Linked DNA regions of Ovis aries: region 1 is linked to region 2. Evidence: chromatin contacts called from public Hi-C data. All regions are on one chromosome and are shown on one strand. Each heading gives the region's core, a stretch centred on a gene start, on an enhancer-like site or on the middle of the called end of the contact. The rest is flanking DNA. Distances are from core to core; before and after follow the strand shown.

Region 1 (3,343 bases), core at 731-3,230, 190 kb after region 2:
GATGATAACAGAAAACACTACCCTACCTAGTATCAACCCTTTAGATAACAGAGATTGATTATTAAGAGCTCCAAAATCCCAGGAGATTTCACAGAGGGGGAAAGGAGCTAAGTCGGGACATAAGGGCATTTTGTAAACAGCTTGAAGTCACAAGCCTTCACAAATGGTAGAGTGAGGCTAATAACCCATTTAAAATCTAATTAATCTAGCATTCCAGAATTAAATGTAACAACTGCTTGATACTACTACTCTAACTCAATTCTGAATTTTACAAAAAGTTCACAACAGAATGTATAGATGTGAAGTGTGACAGGCACTATAGAGCCTCGAAAATTCCTATTCCTTCCTCAGTTTTTACAGGCGAAGCACACGTTCTAAAAAAGCGAAATGGATTCCAAAAGCTTGGGGGGCCAAAACGCCTTTGGCGTTGAAAGACACCAAATCCCACTCTACCGCAAATGTGTTTTGACTAGAGGTTACTATCTTCATACTTAAAGCGAAATCTGGATTGCTTTTAAAACGGTTCCCCTAAATAACGTAGGAAAACTTGAACGCGCAATTTAGACTGTATTGAAGTGGCTGATGGTGGTGGGGCGTGGGGGTAGTTTCCACCCAGTAAGCTATATTTCTAGGGTTAAAAAAAAGAAAGAAAGAAAAAAAAAAAAACAGCCAGAGAATCTTCTGATTAAACGCTGGGTTGTAAATGAAACTTATTTGTGTCCTTTACGTCCTCTTAACTCCTATGTTCGTGTGGTAGGGCAAAAGGAGGAAACCCCTTCTAGCAGACTTTGCCAAAATGCGTACTTGCATCACAAGAGGCTGGGGCCCTCCTACTCTCCTTCCTTCAACCCCCAAAACGTTTAAAGCACGGGGAGGGACAGGGGTACGAAAGAGGGATACCCTAACAGCTGCCAACCCCTCGCCTCCGATCGCGCCCCTTCTCTCCAGAGCTAATTTTTGCGCGAGGTGCACGGTTGGAGTCTTCCTCGGTGGTGGCAAACAGGGGAAGATGTGCCCCGCTCTCACCCAGGGGGAAGAGGAAGAGGAAGGAAAGGAAGAAAGGAAGGGGGTGCCGATCACCCGCTGGGCCCTCCCGCGTCTGCACCCGGGGCCTTGCACCCGTGCAAGGGCCCGCTCGTCCCGCGCCCCGGCCACCCTCTCCAGGGAGCCGCCGGGCCAGCCGGGCGCAGCCCACACACCCGCGGGGGCGCCGAGACACAAGCTGTAGAACCAAGAGCTAGTCACCACTCACCGCAGCGCACCGAGGCCAGCAGCAGAACCACTACCAGGGGCCACATCTCCGCGCCCGCCGCTGGGTCGCCGCAGCCGCCGCAGGCGTCTAGAGCAGGCGCCGCAGCAGACACAGAGAGGACCCGCCGCCACCTTCTGTCACAGGCAGGACCCGCTGCCCAGGCTGCCTGGCCGCGCGCGCGCGCGCGCTCCCGAAGCCCCCCCTTCCGACGCCCGCGCGGGCCGCGCACGCGCACTCGGCCTCCCCTCAGCCCCGCCTCGGTGGCTGTTGACGCCGCGCCCTCCAGACTCGCAGCTTCCAGTTCCCGCTCCCGCCTGCTCCCTGGCGGTGGCGCGCGCGGGGCTTCCCGGTCACGCCCCGCGGCCCCTGGCCGCCTCCTCTCACGTCAATGTCCGCACACCGCCCCCGCTACCCGCTGGAGGCTGAGTGTGTGTTCTCCCGCTCACCGGGGACCTCACTGCACCTGTCCCTGTCTGCTGTTCCCTTTTACCTCCCTGGGGACCCCCGTCTTATCTCCACTGGTCCTCTCCTGCGTTCACGCCCAGCCTCACGCTTCAGGAACCCCCTCCCCAGGCGCTGCTCCGTGGCGCTCCCTCGGAGCCCACTTCCCTCTGGACCCCACAGTGGCTCGCCTCTCCCTCCATCCAACGTCCTCCCGCGCGATGGGACCTCCGCGGCTCCACACTTCTCACCCCTCTCCATTTCCCCCGGAGCTCGGCCGCCTGCAGTGGGAGCGCACACCGCGTGGGGGCATCTCAACGCTTCCCCCGCCGGCAGCGAGCCCGGAGGGACCACGCCTAGGACAGGTCGCAGGCGGTCGCGTGTCCTCTGGGAACTTCCACTGGGCTGCCGGGCCCTCCGGGGTTCACCGCGTCCCGTCTGCTTTGGTTTTCCCGGCCGCTCTCAGATCCTCCGTTCTTTTTCTCGCCTAGTTCTGTTGTGTTTTCAACCTTTGAAAGGGATTACTCAAATTCCATTCGTGGTGGTGAACACTTTGTTGTTGTTCAGTTTCTAAGTCCTGATGCTGAAACCCTAGCAACCATCAGGGGTGGTCGCAACGGTTAGCAGAAGTATCCACGATGCCCCTTCCTGCAAAGTCATTGGGCCTGGTTAGTTCCCTCGCAGTGGTCCCTCTTCTATGCTGTTTGAGTTTACCTTGCTTAAAAAATGGGTTCAAAGTATGTCTCCAAGCCACAGTGTGGACAAGTTCTTTGATTAGCTCTCTGAATCACACAGACCACATCATTTATACAGAAGCAAATTCCCTTTTAGAACTCCCTTTAACATTTACCCTAAATGATGAAAATGCTTGCTGAAAAGTCATGCTTCGTGACTGCTGTATTGGCATGCATATTATCAACTTAAAAATTACATGCAATCTAAATGTTGAGCATTAGGTTTTATTCAGCAGAATTTTTAGAAGGTAAGCCAGGGAGGGAACCTCTCAAATAACCCTGAGAGAACTGCTCCAAAAAGGTAAGGGGGGAGGAGCCAGGTTACATAGAAGCTTTGCAACAAAGGGCAGGTAATCTGAACATGAGAAGGTTATTGTTAATTAAAGAAACCCAGATATCCCAAGTTAAGGAATTTAGTACTTTTCTATGTATGGAAGGGACTTCCCTGGTGGTTCAGAGGTAAACAATTTTCCTACCAGTGCAGGAAACGGGGGTGCAATCTGTGGTTTTAATCAGTGGGTGGGGAGGATCCCCTGGAGAAGGAAATGGCAACTGGTTCCCAGTATCCTTGCCTGGGAAATTCCCATGGACAGAAGAACCTGCTGGGCTGCAGTCCGTGGGGTTAGGTAGCAAAGAGTCAGACACAACTTAGTGACGAAACCGTAACAACTGTGTATGGGAAGATGCAAGAGTCTGGGCTCATTGAAATCATTCCTTTTATAGGTATCTCAGCTACCTGGCCAGCATCCTGTGTTTTCACTCTTGAGCTTTCTTTCCCCAGGGCTCATAACAGAGTTTGGCTATTATGCTGGCTGCTAGATAGCAGGTATTCTTCTACCTAAGTTCCCTTAGGGCTCACCTGCTCACACTGGATGGGTGCAATCGCTGATGATTGTACCAACATGGTTGGAAGTAT
Region 2 (3,054 bases), core at 272-2,771:
GGTGTTGTCACTTCCTCCTCCAGTGGACCATGTTTTGTCAGAACTCTTCACTCTGACCTGACCATCTTGGGTGAGCGCATGTGGCATGGCTCATAGTTTTGTTGAGTTATGCAAACCCCTTCACCCTGACAAGCCTGTGATCCATGAAAGGGAATAGGTTTACTAACAGGGCACAAATCCAGACAGCTAGAAATTTCACTGGAATGACAGGACAGCACCTCACACAGGACATGAGTGGATGATAGGGAATTGCTGACTCATTGGGTAGATGGCTCCCCAGCTACCTGACCAACCTGGGGAGAAATTGTTTATAAGTAAACATTGCACAGCCTAAAATGACTGCTGGATGAAATACTGGCAAGAGTGTCTGGGTCACTATTTGGTGATATCAGAGCATCTGTCTTAGCAGCCCTCTTCCCTTACCTTATTTCTTGCCTCTAATATGCCATGGGTCCAGAAATCAGCTAACCAAACTTGTTATTAATAGAATTGTGCTTCAAATAAGAGTAAGCATAAATACGGAAGTTGCTGAGCTGCACTCAAAGAAGTGTTGATGCTTGGAGATGGTGACATTTCAGTGTCATCACAGAGAAGGAAAAGCCGTTGAAAATAATCTGAAGCCTATCAAATGTTTATACTAATTTGCATACATAAATGCATAGATGTTTATGTCTGCTGCACCCACATTTGGCTCTGCTTAAATGTTCTGTTCCTTGCTGAGCTCAAATAATAGCCATGCTCAACTTTTCCCTGTAAATTGCCTAAAACACCAGGGTCTGATGCCTGGTAATTTTATTGGTGTTTCCTCTAGCAACCCACACTGGCATTACAATTATCTGTTGGTAGGAATCTAATACTGACTTTCCTGAGCTTTGCTACCTTTTTTATTCCCTTCTGCAGATACATTTGGTTATAGCTTAGCAACCTTACAGACATTCATGTGCTTAGGTGATTGTAATGTACTATTTTCTTTAGCTTATTAAATAAAACCTCACCCATCAGCAGTGTTTTAGATCCAGTGGAATTTTTTTTCACTGTAAAATCTTAACAACCAGCAGGAATATTATGCTATAAGTCCCTGAGTGGCAGCCAACATGGTTCATCAAAGAAACTCAAAATACTTCCCAAACATTAATTAAACCCCATTACATTGTTGCCTAGTTGTATGCTGCATTTTTTTCTGAAAAAAAAAAAAATTAATGCAAGCAAGTAGATGACAGAGGTACATAGCAGAGGAAAATGAAAACTTCCTGAGGAAACAAATTTGAGTTTTCATGTACCAAGGACATCTACTCCCTCTTAATTAAATATTCTAGTCCCTGATCACATTCGGCTGCTCATCTTCTTACATATAGAGCTGTTGATCCAATTTTCCTTTCTTTCAACATTATTTTCTTGACACAGGCAGAAATATTTGGTTCTTGCTTTTATTGCCATTAGACAGGGTAAGGCAGTGGCCCGCAGGGGAACTTGAAGAGTTTCTAAAGTAACAAGGAAGTTGTACGCTTTCTTGGTGTCACACCCTGGTCCGCTGGGAGCAGAAGGATTCTAAGCTAGGTTGAGTCCCTTGCAAGCAGCAGGACCTATAAAATGAGAGTTAGAGCCTAGACCTGGCTTGGAGGTTTGAACTGCTCTTTTGAGGTCATGCAAGGATCCTAGAGGGACTGTGTGCTGAGAGGGGCTGGAATGCAGATAAACCTGTACCCTGCTGCTCTCCACTCCAACCACCACGAAAGAGGATGCTGAACTGCCAGACTTGAAAGTGCAGAGTCCTCTTCCCAGAAATCCTCTGACTCACCCTTAAAGCAGAAGTTGGCTGCCAGTTTGCTAGAATTTTTGGCTGGCCCTGAGTTGGTTTAATTGCTCCAATCCTCATCTCCCTCGTGACGCATCAGATCACACTTCCTGGTGTCTTATAGTTTCCATGCCTACTGGATTCAATATCTGGAATATGTCTTCTTCACCAACTATGATTATTTTTTGCATTTAGTCTGATAGTATCACCATGAATATTAAGTAGTTCTTGATGCCGTTGTTTTCATGATCATCTGTGTCCTTGAAACTCTCGTGTTTAATCAACAATTTTGAAGAACTAGGTACCATATATGACAGTCATAAAAATATCTTTCTTTTTAATACTTATTTTTATTTATTTGGCTGCACCAGATCTTGTTGTGGCATGTGGGATCTTTAGTTCCCCGACCAGTGATTGAACTCAAGACCCCTGCACCGGGAGCCTGGCGTCTTAGCCACTGGGTCACCAGGACAGCTCCTCTTTCATTTTTAAAATGCTTTCACAACCAGGATATTATGTCTTGGATTCATTTCTTTATTTGCTCATTTATGCACTCATACAACCAAGAGACTTCTAGGGTCTCACTGGGGATAAAATGATAATTAAAATATGGTTCCTGGTTTCAGGAGCTGACAGTGCAGAGCGGAGACATGTACACAGAATTGAGAAGGCAAGTGCTGTGCTTGAGCTGATCCTCAGATCATTGTATTTACCAATGAGGAAAAGAGCCATAGAGAGCACAAAGGCCCTCTCAAGGTCACATGGCTAGCTACTTGAGGAATAAAAGCTAATATGCAAAGCTTCTGGTTATTAAGCCACTGAATTTTTGCCAATTCTGCCACTTTGTTTTCTTTAGAGCAGTGGTTTTCAGAAGTGTGGTCCGAAGACCAGCCAAATCAGCACCATCTGAGAACTTGTTAGGAAAGCAAATTCTCAGCACCCCCAGACCTACTGAATCTGAAATACTGGAAGTGGGGCTCAGAAATCTGTATTTTATTAAGCCCCACAGGTGATTCTGATATACACTAAGTCGGAAAACTGTTGTTTTAGATCAGTGCTTCTCAAACATCAATGTGCATAGAGATTACCTGGGAATCTTCTTAAAGATGTAGATTTTGCTAGCAAAGTAATGCTCAAAATTCTACAAGACAGGCTCCAACAATACATGAACTGAGAACTCCCAGATGTTCAAGCTAGATTTAGAAAAGGCAGAGGAACCATAAATTAAATTGCCAACATCTGTTGGATCATAGAAAAAG

What was found. Hi-C and Micro-C count contacts between places; a contact is called where the count stands out from the background.
Region 1: a contact with region 2 is called in a Hi-C map of tail adipose tissue, with 3 times the contacts expected there. The contact joins the promoter of CD47 here to the enhancer-like site in region 2. A contact is called at or near these places in 8 of 16 Hi-C or Micro-C datasets (blood, muscle, retroperitoneal adipose tissue and 1 more).

What each region holds. Positions count from the first base shown.
Region 1 is chr1:173,826,330-173,829,672 of ARS-UI_Ramb_v3.0, forward strand. It overlaps CD47 (CD47 molecule), which reads right to left and starts at 1,981. Exons shown (of 9, transcript XM_060417303.1): 1 at 1,945-1,981. The coding sequence starts at 1,954.
Region 2 is chr1:173,633,005-173,636,058 of ARS-UI_Ramb_v3.0, forward strand. No RefSeq gene overlaps it. Among named protein-coding and RNA genes, the nearest start is that of CD47, 190 kb to the right of the region's middle. Within about 2 kb of position 1,522, at least 16 of the 54 cell types and tissues checked have an H3K27ac peak or open chromatin away from gene starts, as enhancers often do. A contact at or near this core is called in tail adipose tissue, where this site is marked.